3 separate regions of the Zea mays genome follow, and regions 2 and 3 are each linked to region 1. Evidence: chromatin contacts called from public Hi-C data. All regions are on one chromosome and are shown on one strand. The core of a region is the stretch at or near the end of the contact, and the rest is flanking DNA. Distances in the headings are between cores, read along the strand shown.

Region 1 (4,608 bases), core at 1,217-3,716:
CCGCACCCTGATAAATAATATTGCATTATTTAAGGAATTAATGGTATGTAAATGTGAAATATAGATCATAATGCAATATTGCAAGTAATCTAAATTATAAATTATCATATATTCATCGTTAAAGGCTAAGAAACGAGTTATATATCTATACAATTATCCAATAGTCATCATTATTGTGTAGGTTGATTAATCTGGTGTGGCTCGCGAGCCAGAACGAGTCGATTCAGTTCGTTGAACCAGCGAGCTCGAAAACCTGGCTCGGCTCGGCTCGAGGCTCGCGAGCCGCTCCGAGCTAAGCCGTTTCGAGCTCGAGCCGGCTCACGAGCCTTGAGCTTTTTTCCAGCACTGGGTATATGGGATAATTTAGTGGAAATCAAGAGATGAAAAATAATGTTGGAATTTTAACGATGTGGCATAAAGTAGGATATAGGGGGAGAAATTTAAGGTAACAGTTGCAGACTGCCCCTTGGTTGGGAAAAAATTGCCTACCGCCGGCTGTATGAAAACATCTCCGTAACTGCCTTTAGATCGACGACATGCGTCCGCCCACAAATCTCAAAGACATGTGTCCACCCACAAATCTCAAATGACTACAATATCGATACTGTAAATAGTAAAATATCATTTATAGTTCCTCCAGTGGTGCAAGGTGCAAAAAGTAAACGAGCAAAGAATGCAGTTGAAAAGAATATAGGGAAGAAAAGGAAAATTTATTTTGATAAAGGTTCTTATCCTCCCCATATCATTTCTTTCAATCATAGAGCAAGTATTGTTGGTAATATTTGTACTCCATACATGGCACATGAAAAAGTTCAAGAAACATAGACCAAAATATAGAACGTGATCAAGATCCAAAACAATTGACTGTAAGGCATACTAAACTATACCATTGTCCTTTTTTATCAATACTGTTATCTAAATATTCTCTAAAAAGGTTTATTGTTTACACAGACATCTTTTGATGAAAGCACTGGTGCTAATATGACATTACATGATGTTGTAACCAATGATATGTGTGCAGATTTTCCAGCCATGGTTACTCCATTAATGCTAGGAGGATATACAAGCCTTTTACTTGGAGTTGATCACGAAGCATCAGCTGCTCGAAAATTTCATTTTGATGAAGCACATAATCACACCACATAAGCAGAAGGCACTCTTTTATAAACTTCGATGTGATTGGGGGCGTAATAGTCCATTTGCATTGTTCAGATGAAAAGAGAAATTAGAACTGGTCACTACAATCACTAGTATAGAAGAACACACATGAACATACCAACAAACTCTGATCTGTGCTAGTATACATATAACACATGGTTATCTTTCATTCTCTTCCAGCTTGAAAATCTCATGAGATGTTTTCTTCATTGTGTAGAAATCTTGAACACAATCATTTGCTGCCAGGACTGATAGTTTCAATAATTTGTTGCCCTAGTCTTGACAATAGTGTGCATCAATGCATGGCGCTGTTGTACATCATACCGAAGGTGTGGTGCAACGGCAGCCAAAACCTCCACAGATTTCCAAACCCTAGCAGCAAAAATGCAAAATGATTAAATGAACTAGGCTTGCAAGTCTATAACCCATCCCAAATCCAACAAGTAGAGAAAATCTATAAAACTCGAACGCAATGCTTAAACAAAGCAGGTTAAGTCTAACTAGAATTCACTCCACCAAAGAGGAGCAACTAGTTCCTTCAAGCAGGTGTATGAGTTGTGCGCCTCGCTCCTGGGCAACGACGAATTGGAGGCACAATGTATCATCCGTCCTTCCCTGACATCACCATCGACCATCAAGCCCCCAGCAAACTAAATCCCTCTCGAGCATTTGATCAAAAACCTCACGCGCATGGTCCACACCGGCACCGCTTGAGCCGAGCGCGCAGAGGAGAGAAAAAAAGGAGCCGACGAGCCATCCGTAAGCAAGCCAGGGCAAAAGGAGCGATTAAAGATGAGAAAAGAAAGGAGCCGGAGGAGTCCATAAGCCGAGCCAGTTCCGTTTCTTTGAGATATGTGGGGGGACCTGTGTCGTCGATACAAAGGTAGCTGTAGAGATGTTTTCCTACAGCCGATGGTAGGCAAATTTTTTCCCTTGGTTGGTAGCAGATAGGGCTGGAAACGAGTTGAGCTCGGTTCGGCGCAGCTCGGTGGCTGATCGAGCTCGGCTTGCCCATTTCACAAGCTGGAGAGATAGACTCGACTCAGCTCACGAGCCACACTCTGATATATATAATTGCATTATATAGTAAATTATTAATATATAAATATAAAATATATAGATATCATTAATTAGGAGTAATCTAAATTATGAATTGTCATGAAACGCTAAAGAACGATTGTCTATAAAATTATTACACAGCTCGCGAGACTTCTCTAGCTCGCTACAGAAACAAGGCTCGCGAGCCGGTCAGCGCGAGCATATTTTCCAGCCCAGCAGAGGACACGAGTGGAGGTGCGGTCCAGGAGCGTGAGCCGGCACCAATCATGCCGCTTGCATTGCTGGTACCGACCCGTCCCCACCAGTCCAGTCTATAAGAGCGACGGGATCACGGAAACCTGTTCACCGCTGCGCCGCCTCACTATTGACTGTCGGATTCCCCACTCGCCGGCGACAACCGCCGCGCCCGATCCGTCTGCTAGGTCTTGCACCTCCGGGCTCTGGCCATGGCTGCCGAAGCTGGCCCAATCTCCAAGGTCCTCATCGTCGTAGGTAACCCGACCCCCTGCTGCTCCCTCCGTCCTAAGGCCTTGCTCTGCTCTGTTTCTCGCTTCGCTTACTCCGTGGGTATTGGGCTTTGCTCGGGTCTCGACGCAGCGATGCAGACGGAGGCGATGCCGCTCGTCCACAAGTTCAAGCTCGTCGAGGCGCCCGCCCACGAATCCACGTCAGTGCCTTTTTTTCCTTCTCTTTTGGTCCTTCAGCGTATGTGCTCTCACTGCGATTTCAGTGGAATGGATTAGTGCGACTTATGTGGAATGGATTAGGGCGATTTCAATTGATAATAGTCAAATTCCCCCTTGTGCTGCATGTTGAACAGGATTCCTTCCTAGTCCCTCTGGGCATTTCTGTCTCTGGTTCAGATTGCTGTGTGCAGGCAACATGGATCACTAAGCAGTTAGTAGCAACTAGCCAACTATGTCATTCTGAACAAGAATGCAAACCGTTTCTGGAGTTAAAAAATATCATTAGTATGATGCTCTCTAGCTGTATGCATATGCACTCTGCTCATAAAGTCTATGACACACGAATCAAGTGCCAGCATTTGGCCAGTTCCTGGCTTTATTAAGTAACCAAGCGATTCTGTGGTGGGAATTCTGATGGCATCCATTATCATAAATTCATAATGCATACTACCTGAATGATATCCTGAAGCTAACATCATTTTTTGTTATATGTACCTTGCAGATTTCCTAAAGGTGCCCCATGGGTTAGGTACCATGGCAACTACAAAGGCCTCCACATTGACCTTGTATTGCCTGGAAAGGATGCTGTTTTAGGTAAGTTCTGGTGGTTTCACATTTCCAATACTTGGTTGTCAAGTTACATTCTTATCACGCCCCAAGTAGCTCGTAGAACTTCCAGCAGTAGTACTTCAGTGTCCTCCTTTCTTTACTCCTTGTGATTAACCTTGCAGATGGGTTGGAATTGGTTGACCCAAGACCTGACCCACACTGCCCAATTAATTATTTTTGGGGTTTGGGTTAACTTGGTCCAATATAATCCACCAACAAGTATTAAAAATTGCTTGCTGCCAGTGACCTTTTTTTTACTTAAAAACAAACCTATGCACTCGCTGTCACATCACATGGACAAACAACAAGGATTTTACTGGCCGACAACCATCAAGGACGCAGGTAGTTGAGATAGTACCAAAATGCCGAGCGGGCCAGTTCCACGCAAAGAAGATCCACACACCGACTCAAGTGCTTCATCCTGTTGTCTTGACCCTTTGCTGTTAGACGCATCAACGTCCTGTGGCCCTTCCCTAAGATTGTCGGTGGCTATGAATACCTCTACGTAGCCATCCTCAAATTCACCAAGTGGTTGGAAGCCATCACTTCAATCAAAGTTGACGACCATTACGCTGTCAAATTCCTTCGGGGCATTTTATCCCGCTTTGGGGTCCCAAATAGGGTTATTACCGATAATGGTACTCAATTCACCAACGATGACTATTGCGAAGACATGGTTATCAAGCTTTGCTTTGCCTCAGCGCATCAACCCCAAAGTAACGGGCAAGCCGAGCATGCAAACGTTGAAATCCCTAGAGGCCTTAAGACTCGGACATAGTACTGCCTTAAGAAGCACGATGCAAGATATTGTAGACTTTACTTTTGTCATTTAGATAGAATACCCATGTGAATCTTGAGAATTCATCTACTATGACAAAACCATATTTATTGCCACCAATGCTTGTATATCAGGTAGGTTCAAATGATTTAATATGCAACAATTCTAATGGCCTACTAATGTCCATCATGATCTTGTTAGGATGAGTGTTCCAACTTAATTTTTAGCTTGACACGAGCTACATAATCTATCTCAAATTTCATATCCTTCAACCCCCTTGACTAGATCATGTTTGATGGGTCTATCTAGTTGTTTTAT
Region 2 (4,608 bases), core at 1,404-3,903, 460 kb after region 1:
TAGCTGATCTAGCAACCATTCGAATTCGTAACGGTTATGTCGGTGTGATCATGGTGGCTGCGAAGGGCAAGTTGGCTACTGTTGCCTTAAACCCGAGACGTCCCCAGCTTGCGCTCGAAGAGCCGGCGCAGGAGGTAGACTTGGATGACGCTGGCGGCGATCAGCGCCGCTGACTCGAAGAGCGCCTTATGGACTGCCCTCCTGCTCATGTTCTCGTTCACTGCGACACGGAAGGAGGGATGATTAGCCCACCGATCTTGGGATGATACCAGCGCTTGGCAAAGTTTAATACTAGCATCTTAGATAAACCCATGGTAAAAATGTAAAGAGAAGAGGCAATTCACTGCTGCGTAGGAAGGAAGCATGAGAACAGATAGTGAAGGCTAGGGGGCATCGTTACAAAAAACGCTGCAAGCAAAACATAACAGGAGAAACAAAACCATCATTACCAGATCCCACAAAGCATGAGACTTGTTTGGCCCACCGCATCGGAAATTCAGTACAGCTTTACAATAATTCCTATATAAAATTGATCATTCGATCTAGATATTTTCAAACTCATTACTCCTGTTAAGCTATTCCATCATGATATTAATGTTATTTATTCATCACAACTGCCCACAAACCACCAAGAACTACACCACATATGACCCCCTCATGATATTAGGTTCAACAGGGGCGTAAGGTGAAAAACACTCAAAATAGTATTTTTATGGAGAAGGTAAAAGGGGATACACTTACATATTGCTTGACGGTCAGTCTGGGCCTCTAGCCAGTGCTGTTCGAACTGAATATTGTAAAGTGCCTCATCCAACTTGCCTATTTGCTCAAAAAGTGGTGCAAAATGCTCTGCGCCACATTCAGGAAACAGGAGTTCAGTGCAAAGTTTTTGCTAGCCGAAGTTAATAGAACTTTAGAAATCCTTATATTCTTACCATCTTTGGCATGCTGCTCGAAATATGAAAAATGGCCAACATGAACATCGAAGTCTATCGTTTCGTGATATGGGGATTTGTTCGTGAAGCAGAAGCGATGGACGCCTCTCTTCTGAACTATGAACTCAAACTTGTCACTAGTCTTATCTCGGGAATCACGGACTTGAGCGCCATTAGGATCCTTAACCTGTCATTAGTCAAGATGGCGTTACAGTTGGAACGCTAGGTAAAACAAGGAAAAACTATAAATCGAGGAAAGGTTCTACAGTGCTTGTGTTAATGAGCCCAACAAGCACCAAACAAGACTAGTTAATGAGCTTACTAAGTCAAACTGTCTGATCCATCAAAGCTTTGTTGCAGCAAAAGAAAATAAGGACAGGAGTTGAAAAATCCGATAAAGTTAAGAGAGCAACAGGAGTTCAAAGTTGAAGCTGTCACCAGCCAACTAATTTGTTGACGGACCCATTAGTTATTAAAGATTAACATTAAAAAGTAACAAATATAATTAGAGGTTTCTTTTTTCTTCATTACACAAATTGAATACCTTACATCTACATAATTCAAACCCTTAGACTTCAGATTATGTTAGATACCAGTCAGAAAAAGATGCAACAAACAGCTTTAGTTAAGGCTATTAAGTTCCACAGATCATGTCCTGTGCTCAAAACCCCACACCACATTCCTTCCATCCCATAATTGGACTGTAGCAATATAATCCCCATATGATCAATTGGGCATTCCAACGTATATTTCTTTCACATCCATAATCAATGATGCAGACCCTTTAAATAGTAGCATAGGTGCATATGTAATTTTGTTGAATTATTAGTTCATCACTTCATCGTTGCGCCCTAAAGGCTTTCGTTCACTGTTAATCCATGTGGATTGAGTGATATTGAGTCGGTTTAAATCCATAGCAAGTCAAATTTCATCTCAATCCATTCTAATACACTCCAATCCACATGTAATTAGAATAACCGAACAAGGCCTAAATAGTCGTAGATACGACCCAAGAATGCATCAATCAATATACATAATTTAAGATTTCTGTCAGAAGCAGATAGGCTCAGACCGAACCAGTAGTCCCTTACCACAAGATCGACGCCCTCCTCGCTGTAATGCCACGGGGTGTCAGCCTTGATGACGACGAAGGATACATGGACAGTATCCCCCTCGTATTCCACGTTATGCGAGAAGCACTCTTCCCTATCGATCACGAAGCGGATGCCCTCGGCCGGGCGCAAGAACAGCACGGCACAGAGCACCGATAAACAACACACCGTTCTCCAGCTCAGCCCCTCCATGCCGCTGCCAGAAAACGACTAATGGTTCCACGAGCCTCCCTGCAGAGACGAATCCCCAAACGATCAGCATGGGCATAGGAAAAGATCAGGTGGTCACGGTTCGGGTGGGCGGAATCGGCTGAGGAACGGGATAGACCGGACGGGAGTAAACTGGGCACGCGGCTGGCCGGTAACGCACAGCAGCAGCCACCATAGGGGAAGATTCCGTTGAATGGAGTCCGCTCCCACCCTGCGACTCCAGGCTCCGATCAGGCTGGCAGCGAGTGCCGGAGCAAGATCTGACCGGGGCCGCAAGCCCTATGCAAGAAATCGCCAGTCGGGGTGAGACGGAGAGGAAGTGGAGTATAGACTCGTACCTGCTGCTGCTCGGAGCTGGTGAGGTCGCCGCTTGCTTCCGGCGATCTGGGCGGCGCTTTACCGCCTCGATGGAGGAAGCGATCGATCGAGAGGAGATAAAGATAACTCACGAAGCGAACTGACCGAGACGAGATATCCGTCCGCGTGAACTGTGAAGGAAGGAGTTCTTTCCCATTGTTCGACGCGAGATGGGCTCTAGGCCCCTCTCCGTCTCCGTCTCTGGCTTTGGCAACCAGGCCTGCGGCCTAAACGTTGGGCCTACCACCGCATTATACAGGCCCAAATGTAGAAGGCGTCCAGCAGCAATATGGGGCATTTTCTGCAGGCGTCAGCTTTTACTGACCGCTGATTTCAGCAGCAGCAGGTCAGAGAAAACTGATCCTGCACGTAGTGGAACGCCCGTTTTCTGAATTTCCCTATATCCAAAAAACTAGAATTTTACAGTGCTAACGGCTAGTTTTGGACATCATTTTTTAAGGAATTTTATTTTTCCAAGAGAATTAAAAATCCCTTTAGAAAATGTAGTTTCCAAACTAGTCATAAGAGTGTATTTGTCTGGGATTATAATATATCCAGATAATATAGTCTAACAAATTTTAAAGTAATCTTTAGTTTAAAAATTGTTAGATCATATAATCTAGTCCGATTATAATTCAAAACAATCAGAGCCTAACTAAGGATCCTTATTTTTATTTGATTTTAGTAGTTGAGTGATAATTTAGATTGAAACGTCTCAGCTATAGGATAGGATGCACCTTCGACCCAATCTTGACAGCGAGCACACACAGAAGCCAACACACAGACATCATTGTCTTCCTAGCACTTACACTCTGGTCACCAACACTAGAGGAATGTAGAACCCTGAGACAAGGTTAGGCTTTCTAAATACAAAAAAACTTAAGAGATCGCATGATACAACCCTAAGACACTAGACTATAAATAGAGTTAAGAAACAATATGTTTGGAGAGTCGTGTAAAGACAGACTCTTCGTGAAGAGTCGGTCTCGACACTATATTAAATGGGTTACATGCGCTAACAAGGAAAGTGGTAAGTCTAGGAGACATTGAGAGAGAGTAATGGTTTTAAAACCTGGATATATTTTATTTGGACTTTCAAACTTCAATACACTAATTCATTCGATTGCATAAATGTCATGGACTATTGGGATACTATACGAGATGCTCTCTTCTGCAAGTATGGACTATTGTAATGTAGATGATATTTTGTTTATATGTGTCTATATGTTATATTCATGACATTTTTATGACGGATGCTATGGAAATTGGGAAAACTTTGGCAATTTTTTCACATGACATATTAATTATTTTTAGCAATTTATTTTAACAATTGTACAAGACATAATGTAAAGTATATGCTATGATGTAGGACAGATAAATACATGGCTACAACTAAATACAATTTGAATGGATATTGACATCGCGTAAATATCCAACTTTGAGCACATGGATATAGATTAGATGTTGAATACCCTAAACTCGAAATACAGATCGGATCACAACCATTTTATACTAATCGAATTCAAATATCTGACAGGTAATTTCTGTATCATTTACATCTCTACTAGCCGCACTACACAACGAGGTTGGTACGTCCGAGCATTTAATCTTGGTGTCGTACCATACGAGGGCTAAAAACGGGTTACAGTTCCATATAGTCGCATCGAGGACTCAAACATAATTTTTTTAAAAAAATACTCCCTCTGTTTCTTTTTATTTGTCGCTGGATAGTGCAATTTTACACTATCCAGCGACAAATAAAAAGAAACGGAGGGAGTATAAAAAAACGACGGCCTGCATGTACGAACGACAAACGTGGTACGCACCGCTGTGACTCTGTGAGCTACTCTACCTACGTCGGACACGACGTATCCCCTGCTGCACCCTACCCTATTCTACCGCTACGCCTGCGGGCCTGCCTGTGTGCCGCGACGCGATTGGGCAATTGCGTGCGACCGCGATCAGAGGCCGTTACTAGTGTACGATCTCCGACC
Region 3 (4,608 bases), core at 1,180-3,679, 360 kb after region 1:
TCCCTCACCCGCGTGGACGCTTGTAACCCCCTACTGCAAGCGCACCCGACCTGGGCGCGGGACGAACACGAAGGCCACGGGATTTCCACCTCTCTCACGCCCGTCTCCGGCCACCTCGCTTCCCCCCTTCGCGCTCGCCCACGCGCTCGACCCATCTGGGCTGGGGCACGCAGCGACATTCACTCGTCGGCTTAGGGACCCCCTGTCTCGAAACGCCGACAAGTAAAAATTTCTTGTTGATTCACAGCTCCAAGTAATTAAAAAATAAATAAAGATGCATTCAGTAATTCAGTAAGGTACAAACATATATCACATTTAGTAAGCTTGTATATATAATGTTCAACAGATGGCAACTACTTTAGCACTTAAAAAAGAGAGTAGAAAATAACACCATAGGTCACATCCTCTAAAGGAATAAGCACATGTACCATTTTTTATTTCTGAAAGTTAAACAAAGTCAGAGGAGATCTTCATGCCGCTAGAGCTTTAGTCCCCGCTGCTCCAGTACCTAGCTCACCGCCATCTCCTCATACATTACACTGTAATCAGAGCATATAGATTCATCAATATGTAATCAGAGCATTACAGTATGTTCTAGGACCCCCGCCCCATGTACCTCCTCTCCATTAATACTGTAATCAGGGTGATCTGTATGTGCATGTTTCATTCGAGTTACCAAAAATTTAGGTATTAGTCTTCCAAAACTTGCAAAGTACCTCTTGCTGAATCTAAAGCACATAAGGAGCAGCAAAAAGCTAAAATGATTTCCCTAGATAAGCTTCTTAGTTATGTTTAGGAAATGGAAACTAAAACATATAGATTCATCAATTATGTTCCCATAGCCACACTATTACATTCCAAAATGGAAAAATGGGATAAAATGGAAAGCAGAGCACATACCACTTGTTATATCCTTCAGAGGAGTCACCTGTCAGGGAGGTCAGGAACCATGTTAGGGGTGGGCATCGACGGTTTGGGATGCGAGGATGGCAACTGTCATAAAGACAGATTCGCAGCGAGGGCGCCACATGCTACAGAGGGTTGAGGGATGGCCGCTGTCAAAGGTGAGTGCCTCCTGATGCTTGGATTTGATGGGTGGGAGGAGACAGACGGTTGCCCGTTGATGGAGGTGGACTTGAGCGTATCCGCGCCATGGCTCGCCGCCATCTCCGATGCGGTCGCCGGAGCCCCTCTACTCCGCGCTCCTCCTCCTCGTCGGTGCTGGTTGCCTGCTGCTGGCGCTAGGGTTTAAGGAAGTTGGAGGGACAACATCACGGCGGCGGCTGCAGCCTGTAGAATGACATATCGAGTAAGGATTCCGGGCACGAGAAGAGTCTCACTCGAGGAAGGGAGGAGAGGGGGGCGAATGAGATACCGACGACGACGGTGAGTGATCCGCGAGGGAGGTGGGGATGAGAAGGAGAGAAGGGTTTAAACGCGATGCACTGTCCCTCCAGTCGCTTGAGTATGGCGTCCGTGGACTACCTTCTGGCGCCCGAGCACCGCCTCCCCGCGACGTTCGAGGACGCCGCCGACGCCGTGATTAGGGGAAGCGAGACGCGCGTGATGCGGGACAGGGGGGCGACAACTACTGATCGGCGGGACAGGGGGCGTGATTAGGGGAGGGAGGAGGCGGCAGTCGTGGATCGGTGGGACAGGGGGCGGCAGCCGCGGATCGGCGGGCATGGGGCGCGTGATTAGGGGAATGGGGAGGCGGATCGGCGGGGGCCGTGGGCGGGATGCGGGGCGAGATACGCTAGCGGCAGAACGTGATGTGGCTGTGAACGCCTACGATAGGCACTTAAGTAGTAGTAGAGATTTTGATTTTGCTAATTCTGTTGTTTTAAATATCAAAATGTATAAAGGGGATGAGAGAGGAACTCTATATATAGAGGATCCATTAACGTCCTCTATATTTATATTTATTGGACATTTTAGAGGACACTAAGACATAAAAGAGAGAAATCTTCTCTAAAATTTAGATTACAGGGCGCTTTAGATATACTGCTCGAGAGAGTCCTACTGCAGCGCACTGCGCACTGGGGCTTGTCTCGTGCCGCGCCGCGCATGGCGGCACCCCGTGGCACCGGAGGAGGGGGGAAAAAGGCTTGACTTTCCCTGTCAGGTGCTAATGCCCGTGTTTGTCGCCTCGCCTGCCTTCGCCTTTGCCTCCTGCTCCTCCAGTCCTCCTCTCGCGGCGGTCTCGCCGAGTCGCCATCGCTCCATCCACGGGGGAAGGGCCTACTCGCCCAACCCGACCGCCCAAACTGCGACAGCGAAACAAAGGAGCTCGAATGCCACGAATTTCGGCTGGTCCCGCCCGTCGTTTTTTTTTATCCGCGATACTGGGGCACACACGCAGTCACGCAAGTACGCACGGCATTCGCAACTCGCAACCCACAAAAGGCCACGGTGACCGCTGCCGGACTAGCCTGCCGCACAACGATCCGGGCGCGCCCGTCCCTGGCCCAGAAGACCCCAACGCCGGGCGCGCGTCCCCATCCGTCCGTCGCGCCGGGGTATCTATCGCGGCGTCGTGGGGTCGGAGCTCCGGGTCCGGGGCCGGGAAGGCGGGAAGCAGGGCGCAAGCGCAATGGTGGAGATAGGGAGCCGGGTACGGGGGTTCCTGCGGAACCGGTGGCTGGTGTTCGTGGCGGCGATGTGGATGCAGTCCTGCGCCGGGGTCGGCTACCTATTCGGCAGCCTCTCGCCGGTGATCAAGGCCTCTCTCGGGTACAACCAGCGCCAGGTGGCCGGGCTCGGCGTCGCCAAGGACCTGGGCGACAGCGTCGGCTTCCTCGCCGGCACGCTCTGCTCCGTGCTCCCGCTCTGGGCCGCGCTCCTCGTCGGCGCCGCGCAGAACCTCGTCGGATACGGATGGGTCTGGCTCGCCGTCACGCGCCGTGTCCCCGTGCCCCCGCTCTGGGCGGTGAGATCCCCACGCATCTTCATTTTGTCATCGACGCGTTACTTTTTTTTTCATTGCTTCCTTGTCACTGCGCGTTCGATGCTCATGCTCCCGTTCCATTCTGTTCTTGGGTCTTTTTCCCCGTTCCCCGGCGGGCTGCGGATGCATTGGTTGGTTGCATGTCGCGATCGCCTATGAATCTGTGATCGCTCTACCAACGATTAAACTTCCTTACGTTTTCTTGCCCATGACTGTTGTTGATTGAATCGTGCACGATGCTTCTGTGGAATATATGTTGGAATTTTGGGTTTCCAAATGCAGTCGTCGTTGAAATTCCAAGCTTTCGGAAAACTTCCGTATGGTAGCAGCGTCATACCGTGATGTTCCATACAGACATATAGTTCTGCAGATTTTGCTGCACCTTTGTCAAATATTCTTGCTCACATGGTCTCATAACATGGTGTTACTAGCGTTCAAATCATTTCTAACCATACAAAAGACCGCATGCCCTCGGGCCTCGGGGGGTGCAGAGTAGCACTTGGACTCCTTCACTTAGAAAAGGACGGCTGAGCTGATTCCGTTTGTTTTAGGATACTGCCTAGCTAAACTTTGATGTTTACTGTAGCGTGTCCCATTAAAGCAGAACTATACAGATACAGTTATCGTGGAAATGGATACTCTTTTATAATGCAGAACTTCTCCAAGTTGCATTGAGCAATTTGACATAGGTCCTATTGAATATGGCCAATTGTTGTGCGGGGGCGTGCTTCTCTTGACAATGTGGTCGCTGTCCTGCTTTCCATGTGCCTCCAGCTGTACCTTACTATTATCTAAAATTTCCTGTAGATGCTATGAAATCAGGGTAAATTGTATAATGATTTAACTGTGGTATCTTATTCGTCTCCCTTAATTAATTTGCAATTTAGAACATCAGAGCTGATTAGTCGTTTTATATCAAATACAGTTGCAGGAGGTCACTTGATTTGTTTTCGGGGCACAAAAAATTAAATGACATCATATGATTACTGTTGTTTTCTGGTGTGTGTTAATCTCACACAGCACCCTCACTCTTTTCTATTATACTTTACCACTTTACAAATAGACCCTTCAACTTGTTCATAATACACCAACACTCCCCCTCAAGATGGGCCAAATATATTTAACATTCCCATCTTGTTACATGCCAACTCATTATCCTTAGGACCTAAACCTTTTGTGAGACTATCCGCTACTTGATTACGAGATTTTACATACTTCAACTTCAAAGCACCACTATCAATCTTCTCTTTGATGAAGAACTTATCAATCTCCACATGCTTCATGCGATCAAACTGAACTGGATTATTTGCTATGTTGATTGCTGCCACATTGTCACAATGGAGCAACATTGTCTCATTCTTCAACACTTGAAGCTCCTTCAAGAGACTCTTCAACCATATCATTTCACAAACTGCTAGAGCCATTGCTCTATGTTCAGCCTCTGCAGTGGATCGAGATACCACAGCTTGCTTCTTGCTTCTCCATGAAACCAGATTACCTCCCACAAATACACAATATCCAGAAGTGGATCTCCGATCATCCTTACTGCTCGCCCAGTCCGCATCACAATACCCATCCAAATTCATATGTTGATTTGGTCTAAAACACAATCCCTTGCCAGGGGTTCCCTTCAGGTATCTCAGGATTTGATAAACTATCTT

What was found. Hi-C and Micro-C count contacts between places; a contact is called where the count stands out from the background.
Region 2: a Hi-C map of ear shows a contact between it and region 1, with 3 times the contacts expected there. The contact joins the promoter of LOC100281371 here to the promoter of LOC100193148 in region 1. A contact is called at or near these places in 3 of 25 Hi-C or Micro-C datasets (ear, leaf and tassel).
Region 3: a contact with region 1 is called in a Hi-C map of leaf, with 4 times the contacts expected there. The contact joins the promoter of LOC100285740 here to the promoter of LOC100193148 in region 1. A contact is called at or near these places in 2 of 25 Hi-C or Micro-C datasets (ear and leaf).

What each region holds. Positions count from the first base shown.
Region 1 is chr1:198,553,144-198,557,751 of Zm-B73-REFERENCE-NAM-5.0, forward strand. It overlaps LOC100193148, which reads left to right and starts at 2,467. Exons shown (of 8, transcript NM_001358645.1): 1 at 2,467-2,709; 2 at 2,815-2,884; 3 at 3,406-3,497. The coding sequence starts at 2,664.
Region 2 is chr1:199,016,664-199,021,271 of Zm-B73-REFERENCE-NAM-5.0, forward strand. It overlaps LOC100281371, which reads right to left and starts at 2,654. Exons shown (of 4, transcript NM_001154289.1): 1 at 2,027-2,654; 2 at 936-1,122; 3 at 742-849; 4 at 1-220. The coding sequence starts at 2,239. The coding sequence ends at 87.
Region 3 is chr1:198,909,157-198,913,764 of Zm-B73-REFERENCE-NAM-5.0, forward strand. It overlaps LOC100285740 (nodulin-like protein), which reads left to right and starts at 2,430. Exons shown (of 3, transcript NM_001158631.1): 1 at 2,430-2,929. The coding sequence starts at 2,594. LOC103642992 reads right to left here and starts at 1,645. Exons shown (of 11, transcript XM_023301319.2): 1 at 1,376-1,645; 2 at 901-1,290; 3 at 429-539.